Linked DNA regions of Oryctolagus cuniculus: region 1 is linked to region 2. A link is a contact called in public Micro-C data. All regions are on one chromosome and are shown on one strand. The core of a region is the stretch at or near the end of the contact, and the rest is flanking DNA. Distances in the headings are between cores, read along the strand shown.

What was found. Hi-C and Micro-C count contacts between places; a contact is called where the count stands out from the background.
Region 1: a contact with region 2 is called in a Micro-C map of ear pinna, with 3 times the contacts expected there. The contact joins the promoter of PIH1D1 here to the promoter of PRMT1 in region 2. A contact is called at or near these places in 2 of 6 Hi-C or Micro-C datasets (ear pinna and an unstated tissue).

Annotation. Positions count from the first base shown.
Region 1 is chr18:7,964,279-7,967,748 of mOryCun1.1, reverse strand. It overlaps PIH1D1 (PIH1 domain containing 1), which reads right to left and starts at 2,062. Exons shown (of 10, transcript XM_051840691.2): 1 at 1,924-2,062; 2 at 940-1,033; 3 at 643-709; 4 at 266-448. The coding sequence starts at 1,029. It overlaps ALDH16A1 (aldehyde dehydrogenase 16 family member A1), which reads left to right and starts at 1,813. Exons shown (of 18, transcript XM_051840674.2): 1 at 1,813-1,952.
Region 2 is chr18:7,830,383-7,834,037 of mOryCun1.1, reverse strand. PRMT1 (protein arginine methyltransferase 1) reads left to right here and starts at 1,644. Exons shown (of 10, transcript XM_070063068.1): 1 at 1,644-1,902. The coding sequence starts at 1,867.

The sequences.
Region 1 (3,470 bases), core at 813-3,312, 130 kb before region 2:
GATCCACAGCGCCTCCTCCAGGACGCCTTCCAGGGCCACATCCCCCTGCGTGGCAGCTGTCACCTCCGCCCCGCCCAGAGCTACAGGAGACGCCTGCGAACCGAACGCACGCGCAGGCAAGACAGCGATGGAGAAGGGCAGAGACGGCCGGCCCGGGGCTGAAGCCGGGTCGGAGGACGGGCGAAGCGGCGGGCGCCCGAGAGGCCGGGGAGCTGCCGCAGGGGAGGGGCGGCGGCCGGGGACTGGGCTCGGCCGCGGCACTAACTTGCATCGAGCTCGGCGTGAGGCTCCCCCAGGCTCATGGGGATGCGGAAGCCGGCCTGGTCCTCCTCCAGCACTCGGAGCAGCTCGTCCTCGGTCATGTCGGCCGGCGGGGGGATGGAGGCCGAGTGGCAGATGTTGATGAAGACCTTCCCGTCCGCCGGCGAGCTGGTCTTGATGCAGAAGCCTGGCGGGAGGAGCGTCCCGCCCCGTCTCTGCACCGGCCTCTGTCTGGCTCAGTCCTCCCTGGGGCTGCGCCTCCGCCCGCTCCCTCCACATCCCTCCCTCGCCCTCTCCCTTTGAGTCACTGTCCCCCTGCGCCCTCCTCCCTCTGGGCCTGCTCTCCCTCTGGTCCTCTCTCTAGGTCCCCGTCTTTCTCACCGGGCTGTGGCTGGATCTGCGTAGATTCTGGCCTTGCTGTCTGGGCTTGCTGCAGCTCCTTAGAGGCCTGTGACAGAAAACAACCTCCAGACGTGGGGTCTTCTAGGGGGGGTCCCAAAGACCCTCCCCAACCCCACTTTTTCCCCAGCCCAGCAAACTTTGAGCCGAGGAACTACAACTCCCGTGAGCCCTGTTTGCGCCCTCGTGCATTCTGGGATCTGTAGTCCCATCTGGGAGCACCAAAAAAAAAAAAAGAAAAAAGGATCCTCAAATCCCCAGGGAGCCAAGAGCCCGCACCTGCAGCAGCAGCTCCTCAAACCGCGCCGTCTCGGCACCCATCGTCTCCGCCTCGCTCAGCTCCGGCGCGAGAAGCCTCGAATCCGCCATGACCCTGGGGAAGAGACCTCTGCACCCTCGACGAGAGGCACCCTCCCCGGGATCCGAACTCCCCACAGCGTGGCGAAAACCTAAGGATCCAGCCCGAGACTGCCATCCCCCGGCTGTCGTCTAGCCCACATCTTGCGAGTAGGCGCACTCTCGGTCCCGCATGCCGGATGTGCACCTGAAAGCCGCGCTTCCGCCCTGTCACCATGGCAGCCGCGCAGTCAGCACTTCCGGCTCCCAACGCCCGCCCCTCGCCCCAACCACCAATCCCGCTCGAAGCCTGAAGACACGCCTCTCCCTCAACCAATCCAAACTAACCCTGAGAGAGCGCGCGAGCGCGAGCCAAAGGCCACACTTCCTGTATCGATACAGCCACACTCCACTCAGGGCCGCCACACCTTTGAACCTTAATCTCAACGGCAATCCTGAGAGACTCCCTCTGATCTTTGAACTGAGGCTTCGTCCCAAGTAGATGTACTTCGGACTAAAAGCTGCATTTATGTCCTATACAAACAAGGCTGCACGGCCGCGGCCACCCTTGTATATCCGAAGCCCCCTATCTGTCCTCCAGCCGCTGGCATTTCCCGCCCTCACCTGCGCCCCGCTTTACGGAGTACGCATGCTCCAACCCCTTTCCCAGCGCCGGTGGTAGGCGGGGTCACCCGGGCCTAAGGCGGGGACGGGGGCGGAGCCTGCGCCCTATTTCCCGTAGCCTCGCTCCGTTCTCGTCGGTTCCGCCCCTAAGGGCTGGAGAGGGCGGTGCTGCCCTTCCGACCTCGAGGTTCTCGGGGGCGGAGTGCCCCGCGGCCCTCCGTGCCAAGCGGTCCGGGCGGGCGATGGCCGCGACGCGCGTAGGACCCCGCGCCTGCGACATCTTCACCACCATGGAGTACGGACCTGCGCCGGAGAGCCACGCATGCGCACTGGTGAGGGCCTGGCGGGCCCGCGCGGCCCCCTCCTTCCCCGGGGTCGCGAGGCTGCGTTCGGCGCGCGCCGTCCCGTCAGCCACCGCGGCAGCGCTGCGGCTCCGCCCCTCGGGGCTCCCTCGGGGCGGGGTGGCGCCGGGCGGGAGCTGGCGGGCGCGTGCGCGGAGCGCAGGTGGACGTCTCCGCCGCAGTTCAGCCCGCGCCCAGGGTCCCTGATCCTGGACTTCCCGCGGCGGCGTCTCCCCCGGCTCCTCAGAACCGCCCGCGACGCCGCGGCGTGGCCTCAGATCCCCCGATGGCGGAGTGCCCTTGGGGCTCCCGTAACCCTCAGAGCCCCGTAGACTTCCACGGCTGCCCAGGACGTCCGGGGCTCCCTGGGGGCTCCGCGGGCTCCCCGCAGACCCTCAGGGCCGCAGAGTACTCCGGAACTTCCTGTGCGCCCCGCAGCGCTGTGCATCACCCCAGACCCGGGCGGGGGGCCATGAGTCGGAGGGCTCCCGCATGCCCCGGGCCCGGGCCGCCTGTGGGGGGCTGTGGGCGCATCGGGGTCAGGGCCTGGTGGAGCCGGCCTCGCCCTGTGCCTCCCCCTGCAAGCTGAGGAAGACCTACTGGGCCTGATACAGCAAAGGGAGTTCGTGGGGACCCCGCATGAGCCCCTGGGGTTCCCCGGGGTCCTGCCGCCTCTGTAGGCTCCTGTGACAGCACCTGCCTCCGATGTTCTGTCACGTTCTAGAAGTCCCTCGTGGGGCCCTCCTGCACCCAGGCAAGAAGAGCTAGGGCTGCTTCTGGGCCCCGGGGGAGGGGTGGCCCAGGTGAGGCCGAGGTGCTGGAGGGAGGGGGCCAGGGTGCCCCGGGGCCTGACCCTGAGCTGGGTGCGCCCAGGAAGAGCAGAGCCCAGAGTCTGGGGAGGTGGGGGAGAGTGAGGCGTGGGGCCGGCACTGGCCACGGGGACCTGCGAGTCGCCGACCGGAAGTTGCCCTGTAGGCAGGGTTGGGTCTGGGAGCAGGCGCGGCTTTGCCAGCGTGCACGGGGCTGAAGGCGGGAGGCCCTGAGAGGTCCTTAAGTGTCCCCCCTGGGTGGCTTCTGTGTGCTGAGCAGGACCGCACTGGATCCCCGGAACCCCGGAGGCTGGAGAGGGAAGTGACGCGCCCACAGGCCAGGTCGGGCTGGGACGCAGACCCCTTGTTTCTTCCCTCGACCCGCCAGCCTCAGGCCAGACCCCACCAGAGCATGCTTCCTTTGGCCTGAACTTCCTTTGAAAACGCGAATTAGTAAACAACCAGTTCCATGTAAACATGTGGGATCCCGGTGTCTCTGGAAAAAAACGAAATTTTCCAGTTTGGCAACCTCTGGCTTGAGTTTCCTGGCGAAAGTCATCTGGAAGCAATAGCGACTGTCACTGGCGATGCGACGGCGCTCCGGGCCTCTCCCCACTTACACCCTTGCCAGGGCCTGGGGACATTCTTCTGGGGGGTTGTTTTCGGGGGAGCGAGTGGTGTTTATGAGAGACTTCCGTTA
Region 2 (3,655 bases), core at 395-2,894:
GGCGGGGTGCACAAGGGGTGCCTCCTGCCAGAACTTTCCGGAGTGCCAGCTCAAGTCCCAGCTCCTCTACTTTATCCAGCTCTGCATGCATGCTGGGGCAGTGACCCGGACACCCAGGTCCCTGCCACCCCCTGGGAGACCCACGTGGACTTCTCCAGGCTCGTCTGGGCCCGCCAGGCCCAAACAGGCCTGCCACAGGGGCTGGCGCTGTGGCGTAGCGGGTGGGGCCGCCTCCCCATGTCAAGCTCCCTGCAGGATGGCCTGGGAGACCCGGGTGGGGTCTGGCCTGGCCCAGCGCAGCCCTCCGCACCCACCTGCCACCTACGTAAGCGGTTTCACCAAACTAAACTGGGTGCGTGTAATGTCCGTGACCTGCACCTCGAATAAAACTGGCTTAGCAGAACCCCAAATGTTTCCATTCTACTTTCTGAGATGGAAACACCGCCTTGCCCCCCCCCTCCCCGAGCGATTCTCCCTCTAAGCAATGGCGTGCTGGGGGAGGGGCTACATTCATTTAAATCTGAGGGGCGGGCTTTCAGCCTAACCGACGAGGCCCCTACATCCCGCCCTCTATGCCTGGCTCCAGCTCCAGGTCCCTACTAAACCGCAGCAGCTGGGCCCCCCACCCACGTGGGAGGCCGGGACGGAGCTCCAGGCGCCCAGCTTCTGGGCCTGGCCTTTGTGGGACATCTGGGGCGGAGACCCAGGCAGTGGGAGTGTGCTCGCTCGCGCTCTCCGCCTCTGCCCTCGGGGGTGCTAGGGAGCGGGTGGGAGGCAGGGGCGGGGGCCCGGTGCTCGGACGCGGGGAGCCCTGGAGAGCGGGAGGCGAGCTGATAGGTCATCCAGGGAACCTCCCTGTGCTCGAGTGGACCGGGCGGGAAGCCCGCCGGGGCGTGGAAAGGCGCCGGCCCGAGGACTGCGGCGGGGTGCACGCACTCAGCGCCCGGCATTAGCCTCCACTGCGTGCCTGCGTGTAGATCCGGGAGGGCTTCCCGGAGGCGGCAGCGGCCGGACGCCCGCACTGACCGCTGGGTGCCGGCCAGACAAAGGGAGGAGGGCGTTCCTGGCAGGAGGCGGGACGTGGCGAAGGCCCGGCGGCCCAGAGGGGGCTGCTGGGTCCCAGACTTGGCGCCGTTAAGGACGGGGCGCGGGTGACAGGCGTCCACGCCTGGCTCCCATCAAGCCCTCCCTGCCTCGGGGCCTCGCGCTGCGTCCGTTCCTGTCCCCGGGTGAACGGGCACAGGCTCCCCGGCTCCTGCAGGACTCCCCTCGAGCTGCCAGGACCCACCGGACGGACGATGAGCGGCAGTTCCTCTGAGCCAATCGCTGGTGCCGAAAGGCCGGCCTGGCTCGCTCCCCGTGGGCCAATTGCCGTGTTCTCCTTGAGGGCCGTGCTCGGCCAGAGCTAGCCAGAGGCCTGGTGACGTCACCTTCCGGCTTAGCCAATAGCAGCGATCAGGTGGCGGGTCAATTCGTTGATGGACAGCTCTGCTTCAAGACGTCCGCTTAGCGCGAGGACCGCCGGGAAGTTTTGAGGAGGTGCTGGGCGGACACTCCTGGTTAACTTTGTCCAATCAGTAGACGGGGTTCTTGAGATGGACAGGCAGCTTCTCCCATCCCAGTCGACTTAAGGGGGCGGGGCTGTGACCGCCAGACTGGGAGGGCCCTGGCCTTTGACGGGCGTCTTCGGCACCCAATTGCTACACGGTATTTTCAGACGGGCCGCCGCCGTTGCCAATGAAATCTCCTAGCGCGGTAGCGGTAGGCGTGTCGTCGACCCTCCGGTATAAGGCGGTCCCGGGGGAGTGAGGAGAAAGGGGGGGGTCTCGGCTGCCGGAGGAGGAGGAGGAGTAGGTGCGGGTGAAGATGGCGGCAGCCGAGGCCGCGAACTGCATCATGGAGGTGAGAGCCCGGAGCGCCGCCGGGGATGGGGGCGGCCTGGCGTCGGCGTTTTACGCTCCCGCGGTGGGGAGGGGGCTCTGAGTCGCCGAAGTGGGGCTAAAAGGGCCCCTGGCCGCGCGGAGGGAGCGGCGAATGCTCCGGATCTGAGGATATCGCTGGAGTTGGGGGGTTCCCTCGCTTTCTGGGGCCTTCGATACCCGGCTGAGCCGAGGGGCTCATCCCCCCTCCCACGTGGAGGAGGGCCGGGGGCGCTTCCGGCCGGGCCCCCACGTGGCTGCGGCGCGGTGGGTGGGGAGGGGGTGTGCCGATCCCGGTGGCCCGGCGGACTCCACGTGCGGGACAAAGGCCCCGCCCCCGCCCGGAGGAGGGGGTCCGGTGGGAGCCTCCGACCCCCTCGCAGAGCCCCTCCAGGGCTGCTCCCCGGGGACCGGGTTGCACGCGCTGGGGTGGGGTGTGCCTGCTGACCGGCCCCTCGGAAGGAGTCTTGGGGGGCGGCGCTGGTCCCCCCTGCACACGGGGCCAGGGACCTCCGCGCGGCGTGGGAGAGAGATGGAGAATTGCAGCGCCCCCCCAGCTCCTCCTCTGCCCCCGGGCTCTCCCCGGGCCGGGGCTTCGGGAGCTGGGGGATGGGTCATGCCCCTGTGACCTCCCTGTGCGGTGGGGGGGCACCTAGATGGAGATCTCCCCGATAGGGCGCCGCGCACCCCCTGGTGGCCAGTTCTCGGCGTGTGGGAGGGACCTTCTTCATGGGCGTGTCCGCAAGCCCACCTCCCCGTTGGAGCCCTCCAGGGTGGGCGGAGGGAGAGTGTTGGCCGGGAAGGCGATGGGATGAGAAATGCACCGCGCGCGGGCTGTGAGCTGTGCCCGCTGGGTTCCCGCGTGTGCGAGCGTGGGAGATGACCTTGCCCGGCCTGACGGAGGGTCCTGGTTTGCAGCGAGATTTCGGCCCTGTGCAGCCATGGGGTGAAGGTTCCAGTTTGGGTGGTTGCAAGCCCTCCCGGGACGGGGCACGCATGGGTGGTATTCGATACCGCTGGCTTGGGAGAATTTGGGGAGAGGGCCTGGAGCCAGGTGGGCCGTGGCCTGTGACTTGGCCCCTCTGAAGAGGTGTGGTGTGGCGGACTGTCACCCCTCGTAGCGTTCTCGGGATGGGGGTGCAGCACTCACTGCCCCGCGGGGCCCCCTTGACTCTCCTGGGGAGAGTGGAGGAAGTGACTTCCCGGAAGTCACGCGTGGGGGCTTCAGGGTCTGGGTGGCCGAGACGGGCCACCTGTGGGGCCGTCCTCGCGGGGCTGGCCTCCCGGCTCCTGCCCTTCCTGGTTTTGTGTGGAGCTTCCTGAAGCCACGGCGGGAGCCGGGAGCCGGGGTGCTGGCGCTGGGGGTGGCCGCGTGCCCAGCCCTCTTTCTGGAATCCTGCCCCACGGGAGGCCTTGGGGGCGCACCCCGCCGGCCCCCCTCGCTCCAGCTATTCAGGGCACCGGGGATGGGGTGTGAGGAAGCGTCACCTAATCTGGGGGGATTAGGCAAGGAGCAGGAGGGACAGCTGGCGCTGCCCGTGTGCCCGGCGGACGCCAGGTCCTCGGCCGGGGTGGGGGCAGGCCGCCATCTCTCCAGCCACAGCTGGGATAGGAGACCCCGCTTCTCCCTCCACTTCTCCCCTCCCTTTCTCACCGCCCCATCACTGACTCCCTCCTCACAGCGCCCAGCCCGGAGCAGGAAAGTGAAGGGATCCCACTCCCCAGAGACTGGCCCT